Regions from separate parts of the Mus musculus genome. Here all the other regions are linked to region 4. A link is a contact called in public promoter capture Hi-C data. All regions are on one chromosome and are shown on one strand. The core of a region is the stretch at or near the end of the contact, and the rest is flanking DNA. Distances in the headings are between cores, read along the strand shown. Region 1 holds the start of Iars2 (isoleucine-tRNA synthetase 2, mitochondrial). Region 2 holds the start of Cnst (consortin, connexin sorting protein). Region 3 holds the start of Mtarc2 (mitochondrial amidoxime reducing component 2). Region 4 holds the start of Fbxo28 (F-box protein 28). Region 5 holds the start of Sccpdh (saccharopine dehydrogenase (putative)).

Region 1 (3,131 bases), core at 580-3,079, 3.0 Mb before region 4:
AGCAGGCAGTTTGGAGCACACGTTCTTCCAGAGCACTGGGGTTTGGTTCCCAGCACAGGCTCACAACTATCCAAACCTCTAGTTCCATGGTGCTCCACAACCTCTTCTGACCTCCTCTGGTACCAGACACACAAATGGTGCACATAAATACACCCAGGCAAAGACTCATACACATAAATAAATCAAAAAACAAAACAAAACAAAACAAAACAAAACAAAAAACTTAACAGTCCATACATTAGTTTTTGTAGTTACATTGTAACGGCGTAACAATTGCCATAAATACGGACAGATACATTCTCTCTCATGGATTTAGCTTAGCCACTGAGATGCAGAGTCCACCGGCACTCTGGGAAGTATGCCTCTTTCATGAGCTCACAGTATCTTTGTAGGGAGAATTCTGGAGTTTTGTTTTTTTTGTTTTTGTTTGTTTTTAAAAAAACAGACAAACAAATGTTTTTGCTTGAATCCCAGATGCGGGGATATGGGGCTGCTTCAGACCATCCAACTATGACAGCGGCTGCTGACTCTGATTTGCCTCTTGCCCTAGCAGAGGCGTGGTTTTGCTACCTGTGGATAATTTCTGTGATTGTATGATATTTGAAATCAACTTTTCAGATGGTATATAAATGCTAAAGAGTGGAGACAGGGTGGCATAGTTGTGCTCACAGAGAAAATAAGATTGGGGTCTGTATCTCTTTTTCTCTCCTCTATCATTGTTCTTCTCCTATCTAGAGGTAGAGGATGAAACTGGGAGAATAAAGCATGGGAAAAGAATCCACAAAGTAGCTCAGACCAGCTACATATCTTCTCATAGGGTTTCCCAGAAAACAGCCTAGTTGATTGAATACAGCTAGTTGTTCTGGAGAGTTTGGTGGTAATGTTTTCTTCATGCTGCTGTGAGATGACAGCTGTCAGTCAGGTTCTCAAATGGGAAACTACAGTTCAGAGAACGGTATTGTAAATGCTGTCATTTACTACAGAGCAGGGGAGATGGTGGTACAAACAGGAGAATTCACAAAAACGCTTAAACACCGTGTATAATTCCAGGTGCGGGGGAAGGCCCGCATCCCCCGAGCCAGCTGCTTAGAAAGACTAACCATATGGGCCAGCTCTTTGTTTCTGAGAGACCCTAACTCCTTGAATGAGGTGAAAGAGGCATGGAAGATGATTCCCACCATCAACCTAGGACTTCCACATGCACACATAGATGCATGCCCACACATGCAAATATGCACACACACACACACGGAAATGAGAAGGCAAAACAGGCTGTATACTACCTCTGGCAGTCCACGTTTCCACTCTCTCGATACTTGCTACCAAACTTCATGCTTGTTCTAATCTATTAGATGGCTCTGTGTCATCCTGACTCCCAAAGGTGAGCATAGTTTTGCATTCATTGGCTATATTTTTTTTATGAATTGCCTGTGCTTACCTTTCCCCCCTTCCTTTATCTTGTTTGTAGTCACTTTCTATACATTTTTGTTAAAGTGTGGCACAAAAATGGCAAAATTACAGTTGTAAACCCGTGTAGCCCTGGCTGTCCTGCGGAGCTCATTCTGTAGACCAGGCTAGCCTCGAACTTGGAGACCCGACTGGCTCTGCCACCATGTGCTGGGACTAATCCCCTGCACCACCACTGCACGGCTTTAGCTTTGCTACTTTTGTTTATGACCCTGGACAAGTTAATTAAATGTATCTGATTGGGGAAAGCCGAGTGATAGTAAACACCTCTCTCTACCCCTACTAGACCTCATGAAAGACCTGTAGAGATACAGACTTCCAAGCCGGAAAACCCCGCCCTTGCTCTTGCCCCGCCCCTTCCGCCCCGGAGCGCGTGCGCAGTTCCTCGCCGCCGAGCTCTTCAAGGGTCTCTACCTTTAGGTACCGGGCGGCTGCCGTGGGCCGTGTGCGGAGGGCTCCGCCCGGCTCGTCCACCATGCACTGGGGGCTGTGCCCTCGCGGGCCCGGGGCGGCGGCGGTCGCCGCGGCTGGGAGCTTCTGGGGGCCAGCCCGTTTGCCCAGCCGCCTAGGGTGTCTGGGGATGACGAGGAGGCTCGTGGTACGATCCGTGGCCGGGGCGGACAGCCCCCAGAGCAGCTCGAAAGGCGGCAGATACCGTGACACGGTGCTGCTGCCGCAGACCAGCTTCCCGATGAAGCTGCTGGGCCGCCAGCAGTCCGACATGGAGCTGGAGATCCAGCAGGTACCGGACGCGGCCACCCGAGCAGGGCGGGGCGGGCCAGCTCTGCGGGAACCCTGCAGGCCGCGCGGCTTCCCCGGCGAGCGCCCAGCGGGCCGGGTTCCAAAGTGAAGCCCGGAGCCGCACCGAGCACCTTCCGATTTCCGCTCCCAGCGAGTCGGCTTTGCACACTTTTCCCTTTGTCACTTGTCAGAAAGTAGCCAGCGTGAGCATGTGTAAATGAAACTTCAGGAGTGGGCTGGAGAGGTAGCTCGGCGCCTAAGAGCGCTTGCCACCCTTGCGGAGGATCCGCGTTCCGTTTCCAGCACACAAGTCTGGCAGTTCACAACCACCTGTAACTCCAACTCCAGAAGATCCGATGCCTGACCTCTGTCTGCAGGCACCCGCGCTCGCGTGCACCACACACGAATAATCAAAGAGAAACTTAAAACTAAACTTAAAACATTATAAAAGTATTACCAAAGAAGGGAGGTTGAACCCCACCTTAGTCACATGTTTAGGTTTTTCACAGGAATCATGATTTCTTTGAAGGACAAAGTAGCGGCCCTTTTCTGGGTCCCCTGTGTCGTCGGTATCTGTCTCCTATGTCATACTGAATTTGCTAACGTCTGAGATTCATTCGTTAGTGTCTGCACACTAGAGTATTTAAGATATTTCTGATAATCAGGAATACTGCTTAAGTGAATAGCGTTAGCCTGAATATTCTTTGGATTTAGGGAATTATTGAGGCCAAAGAATTGAAAGAATAAATTACCAGTGTGTTTTGGGTGGCAGAGTGGACTGGGAATAGACAGGTTTTTCAGCAGGTCTGTATTGAGGTAGTGAATACTGAGAGACTTGCTAAGAATTTAGAGCCACCATGCCACATAAACGTTTACACTTTAGTCTGAAGAATTGTTGGGATTTTTGAAGACTACTGAAGGGC
Region 2 (3,201 bases), core at 518-3,017, 2.8 Mb after region 4:
GCCCAGCGCGTGTGCAAAGCCCAGGCTTTGACCCCTAACAAAGAAGGACAATGATAAATATAACTTTCCTAACGCCAACCACTCAAAAGGAAAATAAACCCTGCCCCAAGTTTCCTTGGACTGAGTAGGCTGTGGTCCACAGGCATTGTGAAATTTTTAAAAATGGTGCTAGGTCTGGAATTCAGGGCCTTATACGTGCGAAGTGGTCTACCACTGAGCTACAATCCCCTTGCCTTAAGAGGCTTATTTTAAAAATGAAAAACTCAAGAATATACTGGGTAAGTAAATTTTGTTATTGCTCTGATATTTTTTAAAAATCATTCTGAGGGAGGGACTGGGAGGAGAGGAGGCAGGGGAGGCAAGGATCGTGAGGTAAAGTTAATTAATTATTTAATTAATAAAAATTATAAAAATCATTCTGCCATATTCAATTGTTAAAATATAGCTCTGGGGAGGGGTGCAAGTCTAGAATCCTTCTGAGTTTATCAAAATGCCAATGGGGGGGGGTCACCTTTGCTTTTTTTCTTTTCCTGAGACATGGTTTCACTATATCCTAAACTAGCCCTGAACTCTATGCATCCCAGGCTGGCCTCCAACTGGTGGGTAATCAGCCTCCTGAATGCCAGGAGCACAGACTTTTACCACCATGCCTGGGAAGAATAATTTCAATAAAGAAAGGATGTTAAAAAACAAAACAAAAACTTAACAAAATCAAGATCAGTGAACAACAGTTAATAGCTTCTGCAGTGTACTAACTTACCATGCAAAAAAGGCCATCTTCAGGTGTCAATTCTTTCCGCCCTAGAGTTTCATTAGCTAAGGGCAATCTTGAGGCTACTTGGCAGGTGACACATTCCTGAGAAACTCTTTCCTTGTGCATTTATATGCCAAGCTCAATTATGCTGCCAGCAGAGTAAGCAGAAAGGATTGTACATATTTTAAACTAAGAAGTTGATTGGCCGCAGCTTCCAGCCTTGATGGAAGGGATAATGGGCAAAGCTTTGAGTACGATCCCCAAACACCGAAATCACTCTCAAAGAAAAGGATCTTCTAACACTGCCAAAATTCCCATTAGAGTATCCTATTTTTAGTCTTTGCAATCGGCCTTTTAAATTGCATTCTACGGTACAATGTGCTTAACTAAGTTTACACAGAGAATAAGGAAGCTTCCTAAGGCTTTAATCCTTTTAAACATGGGAAGGAATTTTAAGCTTTCAAATATTAAAATTTTTCAGCCTGAAATTTCAGTCTTGCAAACATGCATATTAAAAAGAAAAGGTAAATCTTGGCCCACAGGGAGGGAAAGAAGGGAGGCACTCGGCGGTTCCTGACAACCAAAGAGGTAGCTGTGGAGGGGAAAGAAGGTATATGGGGGCAAATAAAAGCTACCCGCAGGGAAGCTGGCACAGGCGACGGGCCACCGAACAGAGACACCGACGCGGAGTAGAAGCTGCCGGGTCCCCGGGGAGGGGAGCGCGCGCGGAGAAATTGGCGCGACGCGCGACAACCGCGTACCCGCAGAAAAGCGGGGAAAACAGGAGATCCGAGAGGGGGCGGATGCGAGAGGGACCCGCTGCAACTCCGGGGAGGACAGCGCCCGGGGAGGAGCCAGCGACTCCCCACAGCTCGGCGGTCGCCGCCAGCCGGCTGATCCCCTGCAGCCGGGCTGCTGGTCTTACCTGGGCATCCGAGGCAATGCAAGGGCTACCGCCGGGCGCCGGGTCTGTTTCCAGCCCCGCGCGCTGACATGGCGGCCGACGAGCTGTCACACCGCCGGCTCGGGTCTCCCGCGGCACTGGAGGATCGGACACCTCTAGCCTTCCCGCCCCGCCTCCCTCTGCGCAACCCTCCCGGCTGGCGGCCGGACCGAGGAGCATAGAGTGCGAGACCGCGGCTAGAGAGGAAGTGCGGAGGGCGGGCGACCATAGAGTTCCAGCACGGACACACCCGGAGAGTCCACGCACAGGAGCCTGGGGGCGGAGCCTAGGCGGAAGCGGAAGCGAGTGAGCAAAGGACTGAGGCTAGGTCGTTCGCATGCGCCATTCGTAATGTTTACTTCCGCCCGGCCTAGTGTGGTGGTGAAATGTGTGCACGTGTGATGGGGTGCTCTGCGTTCTTCGCAGAGGCTACCTTAACTGGTGTTTGAGGTGGACTTTAGAGGAGGATGAGGGGACCGGCGATGCGGCTTCCCCCGCGGATCGCGCTGTCAGCGTTGGCCCGCGGCCCATCTTGCATTCTAGGGTCCGGAGCGGCGACGCGGAAGGACTGGCAAACGAGGAACCGCCGCGGCTTCTCTGACTTCAATATAGAGCCGTTGCCTGATTCTGATTTGGAGGAGTCGTCCCCGTGGACATCCAGGAATCGATCGGAGCCTACGCGTCACATAGCATGTAAGAAAGCGGCCAGGAACCTGGTACGGGACCTGCTGGAGCACCAAAACCCATCCCGTCAAATTATACTAGAGTGCAATCCAGGTGAGTTGAACAGAAGCTTTGCCCTTAGCGTTTACGTGCCCAATATCCTAAATTAGTGTTTGTTTATTGTGTATGCGCGCGTGTTTAGGTCAGAAGACGACTTAGCGAGAGTCAGTTCTCGCCCTACACTTGTGATCTCAATGATTGAAACGAAGTGTTCAGGCTTTACGCCAACCGCCATTGCCCTCTGAGCGTTCTCATTGACCCTGAATTGTATTTTTTTCTTTCTTAAGCATCACTTCTTACTGACAGTCATTTCGTTTAGACTTGACAGTAATTTTTATGGCTAAACATTCAAATAGTCCGTGAGTAAGAGGTAGTCGCAATCTTACATACTATCTTATATACTTGTTTTTCTTCTAGGAAATAGTGACATTTGTTAGGACAGTAAGTGTTGCTGTCACTGACAGACAGAAGGCTGTACAGCTTACCTGTTGAGATGTTGTGGGTTCAAGGTAACTGCCTAATCATAGTTTTCTATATGCAAAAAGAATGTTATCTGGAAACATTGTGTCGTTGAAGCTTGTGTAAAGTCGACTTTGAAAGTGACTGTGGCCGGATGCAATGGCACACACCTTTAATCCCAGCAAGAGGCAGACTGATCTGTGAGTTGGAGGCCATCGAGGTCTACAGAGTGAATTCCAGGACAGCCAGAGCTACACAGTGAGATCCTGTCTTAAAAATAGAGGAAGAGAAAGACACACACACACACACACAGAGAGAGAGA
Region 3 (3,520 bases), core at 896-3,395, 2.5 Mb before region 4:
ATGTTGGAGAGCAGAGCAGAGAGTGAGGCCTGGAAACCTTACAGAATCAGGAACAAAAAGAGCAAAGTGGCAGGGAGCAGCTGGAGCGACCCCCACTCCGCTATGCCCACTAATGTCATGCTCTAGAGAAGTGGTTCCCGACCTGTGAGTCAAATGACCCTTTCATTAGGGCCACACTTCAGACACCTGCTTATTAGATATTGACATTGTGGTTCCTGACAGTAGCAAAATTATAGTTATGAGTAGCAATGAAATAATTTTATGGCTGGGGGTCACCACAACACGAGGAACTGCATTTAAGGGTCTCAGCATTAGGACGGTTGAGAACCAGTGCTCTAGAATTTGTAGGTAACCCATATATAGGTCATTATAATACTATATAACACATACTCCTGGGAAGAGATTTAAGATGCTTATGAGATGCTAATGCATGAAGATGTAAGTGGAAATGTGGCTACACACACACACACATGTGCACACACACATGTGCACACACACTGGTTTAAGCAAATGTTTTTCTTAAAAAAAAAACCTCTTCTCCAGCAGGTGGCTTAGTCCTACTTTGGAGGGGACAACAGATTGGCCTCCTCAAGAGGCCTTGGACAGATTATGTCTTGATGCAAAGAACCATCCTTTGAAAAATAAACCAACTCCCATCCTATGTAAGAAAGTCTGTTCTTATCCCAGTAGTCTGCTTGAATGAAATTTTTACAAAATAATGGCAGACATCAGTTAAACTGTGAAGCCTGGGTTTTATCCATCAAGTAACTATTGACAGAGTGTGTGTCTGTAGTGGGGATGAGCTCAGATCTAGTAGGCATTGAGCTTTTCAGAGGGAAAGTGAAGGGGCAGAGAAGGGGGGGGGGAACACGTGCTACATGGGTAGGCTCTCTCAGTCTGTGTCACCTATCAGAAGCAAACACACTTGCTCTGCCAGTTACAGAGGTTGGGGCTCTGTCCTGTCTTTCCTCCCATGCAGAAGTCTGTCGTCTCTGGTGACTGTCCACGCAGCAGAATTCAACATTCTAAGCCCTTGGCTATTTTAAAATTTTTATTTTTATTTTAAGTATGTGGATGTTTTTGCCCGCATGTATGCCTGAGTACCACCTGTGTTCCAGCTATCTGCGGGGGGCAGAGAGAGTGGGGGTCTGCAGGGGGCAGAGAGAGTGGGGGTCTGCAGGGGGCAGAGAGAGTGGGGGTCTCTTGGCACTGGAATTGCAGACAGATACGATCTGCTATGTAAGTACTGGGAGTCCATCTGGGTGCTCTTAACCACTGAGTCATTTCGCCATTTATTTATTTAGCGTTTATTCTCCCCCTGTCTCCTCTTTCTGTCTCTCCATGTACACCTCCCACCCTCTCCTCTCTCGTGTCTCTTGTCTCAGTCTTCCCCTCCCCTTCCCAGTCCCCCTCTCCTTCTCCCTCCCACTCTCTCTGTTTGTTCAAGAAATGGTTCCCTCCCTTCTATCACATGGCTCCCAGGGACTGAATTCGAGATGTCAGTGTTGGCAGCCAGGACCTTTATGGGTTGAGCGGCTTTCAACTGATGAGTTAATCATTGATGCTTCTGAGACAGGTCCTGGCCATCAATAGCCCACCGTGATCTTGAACTTGGGGCTATCTCTTAGCCAAAGCCTGACATTTGGATTCCGTTTAGATCGTTGTCTGAGAAAAGTCGACCAGAGTCCTCTATTCGGACCTCAGCAAGTGGTAAGCTCTGGCAGCCTTTCCCTTCCTTGCGCTGTCTTAATTGGCTGGTGTACCTGTAACCTCAGGTCACGCTGCCAGAAGCCGCGCCAGTAGTTTTGTCTCTACCTGCAGAGATGGAAGCCGAGCGTTCCAGAGAGTTGCGCGATCTTCGGGAGACCTATCCCAAAGTTGTCCCCAGGAAACATTCCTCCATTCTGCTTCATTTCAGTGCAGCAGCTTCTTGCACAATTGAGTGTGCTCCTTTTAGAAGCAAAAGGGTTAATGAGTGTAGCAGGTTGAAGAGTCATGGGGGGAGGGATCACTTTAAAGGCGGACAGAGACAAAGTAAAATGAAAGTGACCACCCCACGCTGTCACCCGCGATGGGCGTGGGCCAGGCTCCGCCGACACTGATCTGGACGTGAGCAGCATAAGTTTGACAGGCAGTGCGGCTGCGCCAACCCTGGCTCCTCCCACACTCCCGGAGCCTTAAGCCCCGCCTCGACACCGCGGCCCAGTAGCCCAGGCCTGCCCGGGATAGTGTAACATGGGTTCCTCCAGCTCTACGGCTCTGGCTCGCCTCGGCCTCCCTGGGCAGCCGCGGTCCACCTGGCTCGGCGTCGCCGCGCTGGGGCTGGCTGCGGTGGCGCTGGGGACCGTAGCTTGGCGTCGCACGCGTCCCCGGCGGCGCCGGCAGCTGCAGCAGGTGGGCACGGTGTCGAAGGTTTGGATCTACCCGATCAAGTCCTGCAAGGGGGTGTCGGTGTGTGAGACCGAGTGCACGGACATGGGGCTGCGCTGTGGCAAAGTGCGCGACAGGTACGCCGAGCCCCGCACTGCACCGGGCGCGAATGGGCCGGGGCGAGGGAGGTGGGGCCTTGCCTATCCTTGCTCGGAAGTGTGAGACCTGGAACCAGGCGCCCCTCGGTGAGTGCAAACTTTGTGAGCCTGAGCCTGGAGCAAGTCGAGAGAGGAGTTCCGTACTGCAAGCTGTGTTCTCCCCAAACCTAGAAAGTAAGGGTTTGTTGCTTCTGGGAAACACACATATGGGAAAGAGATGACAGCAGTTACAGCACGGTGCACATTGACGAGCGTGTTCAAGTTGAAATCTAAGTTTGCAAGCCCAAATATGTCTGTGGGGAGACCTTCCGGGAGGAGAATTTTAGTTTTACCACATGCAAATTTACTCTAAAGCGAAACAGAGCGCCTGGATTTCGGCCCCCACCCCTTTCGGCTTCACAGAACTGAGGCTTGTTGCCTGAATTCTCTGGGCTGTCGAGCTTTGATCCTTTAGCTGCGAAGCCCGTGCTTCTGGCTAAAGTAGTTTTGGAAAACTGAGTTGGAGCATTCCTGGAACCCTGGGGGGTGGGGGGGGGGGGGGAGACTCCCCTGTCAGCTGTCCGTACAGCTCTCCTAACTGTAGGACACTAGAAATATAAAATGCCATTGGCTGAGCGTTTTCAAGAACATCGGGCCTTCCCTCTAGTTCTGGTGACCACTTGAACGAGTAAGGAGCAGAATTACACGGTTTGCCGGGGGTGGGGCGAGGGAGGGGTTGTGGTAGATGGCGATAGAGAGCTAGTCACAAACGGGTATGAAATAATAATAAAGGAGGTTAGAATAAAAAAAAAGAGTTTAGTTCTGCTACAGAATAAATTTATAGATCAGGAATTCCGCTCATGGATTTTCCATTCCTCATTGGCGGCCTATGTTTGCAATGCTGGGAGGTTTGGGTTTAAATTATCATTTACTGAGGGCCTGGGGATATAGCTCCGTTGGTAGGAGAGAGTGTTTGCCAAGGGTTCGTGAAGCCCTGAATTTTATCCTCCAGC
Region 4 (3,166 bases), core at 238-2,737:
ACACAGCATGAAGTGGCAAGCATGGCGGGAGGAGCTGGAAGCTGAGAGACCACATCTTCACCCTCCAGCACAAACCACCAGAGAGCAAACTGGAAGTTGAGTGGGACTATAAGCAATCACTGTCTACTAGTGACACGCCTCCTTCAGCTAGGCCCCACCTCCCAAAGAAACCCCAAAGCGCAAGGCCAACTCAGAACTGAGTGTTCAAATATCTGAACTTGTAGGAAACAATCTTACCCAAACCACCACCAAGTCCAACCTGACTTTGTTTACTTCAGATGCAGAGTGTGTATTTTTATGCATGAAATAATACTACATTATGCTGGGTCACCTATGGGGCGTCCTAGTAAGAGGCACGTGATGATCTTTCCTCCCACAACTTGTGGTGGTACTCCTAATCATGTGATTATAAGCCTGTTCCCTGAATTTCTGTATCATACCTTTCTTATTTTGTGATTAATGCATTACATGAGAAGTGGGTTATTTTGAGACTACGTGCTACACCTTACCACAGGCTTGTCTTCTGGTTTTAGCATCTTTTCATTGGTTCTCACCTAAATTGATTCACAGAGAATAAAAGTCTTTTTTTTTTTTTTTTTTTTAAGCACACAATTCAGGTACTGGAGAGATGGCTTAGAGGTTAAGAGCACTGGCTATTCCTCCAGTGAGAAACAATGCACCCATTAACTGTCTGTTGTCTTCCACACTTCCCTTATTCCCAACTTCCACCAACCACGAATCCACTCTGTTTCAGTTAAGCAGTTGTAAACCAGCCAGTTGTTGGTGCTGGAAACCAAAGGCCAGTGTTGGTGCTGGAAACCAAAGGCCAGTGTTAGTGCTGGAAACCAAACTCGGGTCTTCTGGAAGTGCACCAAGTGTTGTAAGCTCGCTTGTGCTCTCTCTCTCTCTCTCTCTCTCTCGCCCCTGACTCTATGGACCTGCCTACATAGGGCATTTCACATAAAAGTAGTCGTATGGTGTGTGACTCTGTGTTTTTATTTCATTAATGTGCTTTCAGGGTTTACCTGTTGTCTTGTAGTTTTAAACTAGCGGTGTTTTATTCCTTTTTATATGCTGCAATTATCACTGTGACTCTTGGGAGATGCTGATCTAAATACAAATTTCCGTCTAAACTTATGAAGGTGATATGGTTTTTATCATCCTTTGGCGAGTTGCTTTTAAAGAAAACTGCTCCATTGTCGTTCCTTTTATCAGATGAAAGGGACTATGACGACCGCCTTTCTTAGGGTTTGCGGAATCCTTGCTCGTTTCCACTCTAACAAGGCAGTCTCCGATTTTAAAGAGCTACAACGACCACCTCTCTTGAAGTGTGCACTATCTTCCCTCCTTTCCGATGGACGCACCGAAAGCTCGCCTCTCTTTCCAGCTGTCATCCCACGAGCTCCTCCCTCTCCTTAAGCTCCCCCCCCCCCAGGAGGAGGAAGTGACGCACAGGAAGTGTCCCGATCCCCTTACATTGGAGGAAGGAATCAAACTCCCAAGATGGCGGCGGCGTCTGAGGAGCGGATGGCTGAGGAAGGAGGCGGCGGCCACGGCGACGGCGGCTCCTGTTCGGCTGCCGGCTCCGCTCAGCGACAGCCCCCGGCGCCCCCGTCGCAGGCCCCGCCGCCCGGGTCCCAGGCACCCGCCGCGCCCGCGCTGGCACCGGACCACCTGCCCCAAAACAACACACTGGTGGCGCTGCCCATCGTAGCCATCGAGAACATCCTCAGCTTTATGTCCTACGACGAAATTAGCCAGCTCCGCCTGGTGAGGGCCGAGGCCTGGGGAGGACCGGCGAGGGCGGCGCGTTCCTGGGGAGGGAGCCCCGCCGGCTCGGGACACGGAGCGCGCGCGTCCCCGGCAGCCGGGAAGTGGCGCTGGCGACGGCCGGCGGGGTGCTTGCTGCTGCCGCGCTGGCATCGCGACCGCCGGGCGGGCGAGGCTCCGCTCTGCGCCTCGCCCCGCCCCGAGGGTCTCCTCGCCCCTAGCCCGGGACGCGCCCGCCTGCGAGAAGTAACGGAGCGGGGCTTGGTGCCCTCCGCCCGGCTGGACCGGCGACAGGGACTCCCGAAGGGGCAGGCGCCTGCCTCGACTGCCCGCTCGGGCTCTGGAGTTCACTCCCAAGTGGGCAGAGGATCCCAGCCAGGCTTGGGTTGTGTTGCAAGAATAGTGTGTATTGTCCCTCCAACCCAGGCTTTCTGCTTGAAAAGGATGAAGGGGGTTTGGCTGTCCCCCCCCCACCCCCCCCCGCTCCCCCTTGAGCCCCAGTTGCGGTTCTAAGATTGCAGTTGTGTTGTGCGTTTAAAACCCCAGAGCCTTAGTTGCTCACTAAAGTAGAGCCCTGGGAGATGATGACCTGACTGGCTTTGCCTCCCTGACACTCCTTACTATAGCGAAGCAACTTGTCCCCTTGTCAAGCTATTACCCCCTCCCGCTTGTTTGCTTTTTTTTTTCAAATGTGCTTCAAGCCCACCCTCCTGCAGTCGGAGTGGTTTACTTATTATACCCTAAAAATAACACATTGTCCTAGCCAAAATTTAAAAAGAAAAAAAATTGCCATTGGAATTTTACTACATCCCTGAGGTTTGACCGAAGATTTGATGAATTACTTGGTTCAGGAAGATATCTCACTTCCTACCGGGGTATTTCCCCTTAGGTGGTTAGGAAATTGGAGGAGGTGGACATTTTGAAGTGGTTGTGAGCTGGTTTGATGTAGTCACTTAAATGTGCTCGGGATTGTTGATAAAAGGACAAAGACATCTTTCTGAATGTGCTGTGTGTGGCGGTTACTTATTCATCGCTATGCCATATTTTAGCCCTATTCTTCCATCTCTAAATTGACCAGTATTGTGTTTCAAAGGAAATCATCTTTAAAAACAGCTTGCAGTCATTCATTCAAACTCCGGGGCAGGTTTTGTGTGTGTTTCCCCACACTCTGTGGAATGGAAAATTTCTTCTGTTTAGAGTAGGTATTTCAGAATACAGTTGTCCTAGATTTTCAAAGCATCATCCTAGGATTTCGTGTAGAGTGGTAAATATTTCCTTTATATTTTATAAAGCTTGGTACTTGACCAAAATGTATGCTGTATATACAATTGCGTTTGGCAATTGGGCATAACATTTGATTGAATTCAGCCAGCCAGCCAGACAATGGCTTTGAAAA
Region 5 (3,566 bases), core at 300-2,799, 2.7 Mb after region 4:
AAGCATCTGTGTTTTCCGATGATCTTAGACAACCCCTATGAAACAGTCATTCGACCTTCAAGGGGTCTGCAATCCACAGGTCTCTGAGAACCACTGCTATACTCTCACTGAGGGAAAATAAAAGGAACAATGTATTTTAATAATGGCCTGTTTTCCAGAAAACAATAAATGTCCAAAACTTCTCTGTCAAGGTTCTGTGTGTTAGCAATGGCAGCACAAAACAAAAGGCTGTGTTCCCTTGCCCTGACAAGGCTCAGTGTGGAACCATAAAACTGAATAGAAAGAATGAAGAACAAGTATGACTTGTCCTGGGTGGAGATTTAGTTGCCAAACTCCAAGGCTATGGGGTTCTAAGTCGGGTGCTTCCCCAAAGCAAAAAGGTTGGGTGTGTGTGTGTGTGTGTGTGTGTACACGCAAGAGCACCCACGTGTCCCTCCTCACTCCCATGTGTGCATCACAACACTTAGGACAAGGCCTAGCATGGAAAATACTACTCAATCAACATGTTGACTAGAAGCTGAAAGAATAAGTAAACATCCAAAACTTAAAAAGAAAAAAAAAATTCCCACATTTTTATTAAGAATAAGACGACTGGAGTGGAGGGTGGGGGTGCGAAGAGGCAAGGGCATCAGTATGTCCAGGTCAGCCCACACTGCCTCAAGCAATTAAAGTGAGAACTGCAGGCGGATTTCGACAAGCAAAAACACAAACTGAAAACCAGAAAAACACACACACACAAAAAAGCAAGCAGCTAGCGGGGTAACTCAGAAGCACGGTGTATATGCTTACCACGTTCAGAAGTGCTGAGCTAAATCCGTATCACCAAGCCACAAAAATAGGTGCACTATAATATTGCTAGTACAACTCAGCTTTCTTAATTGTCCCCAAGAGACAAACTACAATGGACCTCCAAGAAATCCGTGTCTTATTTCCCTTTCCCACAAGTACAAGAACCCTTCAAACCCATCAGAACAACAGAGATGGACAGAGGAGCCACTGAAGTTCTGAACTCTCTCTCGACAGTGGAGATCCCCAAATTGGGAGGGAGAGAAAAGCCTTTTCTTCTTTTTTTCCTTTAATTTAGGAGCGGAACAAGGCCCGGCCCGGCTCGGCCAGGCGAGGCGTCCGGTCCTCCCGCAGGGCTCGATGCAGGCGCACGCTAGGGAGACGCCCCTCGGCGACCTGCGCCCAGCCCGGCCCGGCCCTGCCCACCCCGGCGACCCCGCCGTGTTACCCAGTTTCTGGGCAGCCTTCTCCAGCACTTGCTGCAGCTTCTCCTTGGAGCGACCCGCCACGGCCCAGGGCAGGCGGGAGCTCTGCTCCGAGGCTATCTGCTCCCGGGCCACCTCCTCCGTCACGAACTGGCCGGTGAAGCCAGAGGCGCCGAACACCACCAGGTGGAAAGGCCTCTGCTCCGTCGCCATGACGAGTCCACAGCGAGCTGCAGCCCGGGGCGGGCTGAGTCCACCGCGCCTGCGCCTCAGGCCGGGACCCCAGTACCGGGCGCAGCAACCGCCGCTGTCCTGGCCGCCGTCGGCGCGGCTACAGCGCCCGGCTCCCTTCGGCCCACGCGCGGGCCACGCCCACAGCCACGCCCACGCCTCCTCGCGACCAAGCTGCTGCGCCGCATCCCGGGCCACCGGCCGGTGCCGCGCCGCCACATCCGGCTCGGGCTGCACGTCCGCTTCGGTGGCTGACAGGAGCGGCCGACGGCCCATTGCTGCCCGCCGCCCGGCTACCCGCATCAATCTGGCCACCCGAATCATCGCGTCCTCTTGGTTCCCCTGAAGCAGAACCAGGGCGGGCCGGTTCTTCCCGCTTCTCTGGGGGGATTGCGAAAAGAGACGGCCGGGGGGTCGCCCACGCCGAGAACTGGAGCTTGGAAGTCGGTGGCGGAGGAGAAGCTTATTAGCAATAAGGAACGCTGGTGACCCGAGCTGAGAGCATTGGACTGACTGTCTGTCATCCAGCCTTTCTGATGGTGTCAGAGACCATTGCTTTGGGCTAGGCTTCCTTTAAAAAAATTTTTTAAATTATTTTTAAGTTTGTTTATGCGTCTGTATGTCTTGTCTGTGCACACGCCCGTGCCACAGGAGCCAGGGGACAACTAGTCTAGGGATCAAATGTCAGGATCAGCAGTAAGCACTTGTGCCTACTGAGCTATTCTCGGAGCTGCTACAGACCAAACCTAATCGTGTTCGTTGAGACTTATTGTAGAAAGCAGAATGTCCATGGGGGTGGGTACAGCAGCTAGGCCAGGGTATTTAGATGACCACTATCCCATGAAGCCTCTCATTTGCCTTAGTGATTTTTTTTTTTTTTTTCTGTAAATATCACTTGACTTGAATTCCGTTCTGGATTTCTTAGACCCAGCTCTGGTTTTCAGGGCTGCCCAAATTGCTGATTATTGTTGAGCGTTGTTTGTTTGTTTGTTTTCCTTTGTCTTAAGCTTGCTTAAAGTTTTGTTGTTGCTTTTGTTTCCAGACAGCTTCTCTGTGGCCTCAGAATCTGGGTCCTCCAGTGTCAGTCTCCTGAGTCTTTGAATTACAAGCCTTCCACCCCACTTCCCACCCCACTCCTTTTCTTTTGTTTTTTTGAGACAGTGTTTCTCTTTGTTAACTCTGGTGGCTGTCCTGGGACTCTCTTGGTAGACTAGGCCAGCCTCCAGCTCAGATCCACCAGCCTCTGCCTCCTGAGCACTGGACCAGCTTCCCCTGCTGTTTTTTGTTGTTGTTGTTTTGTTTTGTTTTGTTTTTAATGCTCTAGTTGGTTTTCTCTCACGATCAAGAAATTCTTGGGGAATGAAGAGATGGCTCCACAGTTAAGCACACTAGATGCTCTTCCAGAGAACTCAGGTTCGATTCCTAGCACCCACAAGGCAACTTACAGCCTTCTGTAACTCCAGTTCCAGGGGATCTGGTACTCTCTTCTGGCTTCCTCTGGTACCGGGTACTTACATGATGCACAGAAGTACACACAGGCAAAACACACACACACAAAACCAAACAAAAAGAAAATATCTGATAAATTAACTTGCAAAGAAGAAGAAGTTTGCTTAGGTTTGCAGTTTGTGTATTTTCAGTCTTTAGTCAGATGTGCCTGTTGCTTTGGGTCTCTGGGCCTCTGGTAGTCTTTCTGGATGCCGGTGACTGGACTTCAAGGCAGAGAAAATTACTCTTATGTGCATTGGTGTGAGAGGATCAGGTGCTGGAGTTACAGACAGTTGTGAGCTGCCATGTGGGTGCTGGGAATTGAACCTGGGTCCTTTGGAAGAACAACCAGTAGCCCTTAACCACTGAGCCATCTCTCCAGCCCCCACAAACTACTCTTTTCATGGCCATGAAACAAAAGTAGAAGGGGCTGATGGCTCCTACATTCTCCCCTGTAGGCATCTCCCCAGTGATTTAAGGACTTCATATTAGCCCCCACCAAAGCTTCCACTACCTCTAAACTGCAGTTTCCCAGAACCTCAGGGTCCAGACCTAACACAAAGACTCCAACCCGCAAAAGAGATACTTCACACACCAAGGCTGAGGCCAGACTGTTTTGTGACACATGGTTATAAT

The links. Promoter capture Hi-C pulls out the DNA fragments that hold promoters and counts their contacts.
Region 1: a contact with region 4 is called in a promoter capture Hi-C map of hippocampal neurons, with 4 times the contacts expected there. The contact joins the promoter of Iars2 here to the promoter of Fbxo28 in region 4. A contact is called at or near these places in 3 of 39 promoter capture datasets (cranial neural crest, hippocampal neurons and pre-B cells).
Region 2: a promoter capture Hi-C map of pre-B cells shows a contact between it and region 4, with 6 times the contacts expected there. The contact joins the promoter of Cnst here to the promoter of Fbxo28 in region 4. A contact is called at or near these places in 3 of 39 promoter capture datasets (liver, neutrophils and pre-B cells), 1 of 484 Hi-C or Micro-C datasets (pre-B cells) and 1 of 9 other capture datasets (adipose tissue).
Region 3: a contact with region 4 is called in a promoter capture Hi-C map of liver, with 4 times the contacts expected there. The contact joins the promoter of Mtarc2 here to the promoter of Fbxo28 in region 4.
Region 5: a contact with region 4 is called in a promoter capture Hi-C map of pre-B cells, with 6 times the contacts expected there. The contact joins the promoter of Sccpdh here to the promoter of Fbxo28 in region 4. A contact is called at or near these places in 2 of 39 promoter capture datasets (hippocampal neurons and pre-B cells).

The regions. Positions count from the first base shown.
Region 1 is chr1:185,328,099-185,331,229 of GRCm38.p6, reverse strand. Iars2 (isoleucine-tRNA synthetase 2, mitochondrial) reads left to right here and starts at 1,829. Exons shown (of 23, transcript NM_198653.3): 1 at 1,829-2,209. The coding sequence starts at 1,943. It also overlaps a transcript of Bpnt1 not described here.
Region 2 is chr1:179,545,095-179,548,295 of GRCm38.p6, reverse strand. Cnst (consortin, connexin sorting protein) reads right to left here and starts at 1,767. Exons shown (of 11, transcript NM_146105.3): 1 at 1,680-1,767. Tfb2m (transcription factor B2, mitochondrial) reads left to right here and starts at 2,020. Exons shown (of 8, transcript NM_008249.5): 1 at 2,020-2,474. The coding sequence starts at 2,165.
Region 3 is chr1:184,844,533-184,848,052 of GRCm38.p6, reverse strand. It overlaps Mtarc2 (mitochondrial amidoxime reducing component 2), which reads left to right and starts at 2,145. Exons shown (of 8, transcript NM_133684.4): 1 at 2,145-2,507. The coding sequence starts at 2,236. It overlaps Gm34451 (a long non-coding RNA gene), which reads right to left and starts at 2,206. Exons shown (of 2, transcript XR_865818.3): 1 at 1,816-2,206.
Region 4 is chr1:182,339,927-182,343,092 of GRCm38.p6, reverse strand. Fbxo28 (F-box protein 28) reads left to right here and starts at 1,487. Exons shown (of 5, transcript NM_175127.2): 1 at 1,487-1,770. The coding sequence starts at 1,504.
Region 5 is chr1:179,666,214-179,669,779 of GRCm38.p6, reverse strand. Sccpdh (saccharopine dehydrogenase (putative)) reads right to left here and starts at 1,549. Exons shown (of 12, transcript NM_178653.3): 1 at 1,235-1,549. The coding sequence starts at 1,424.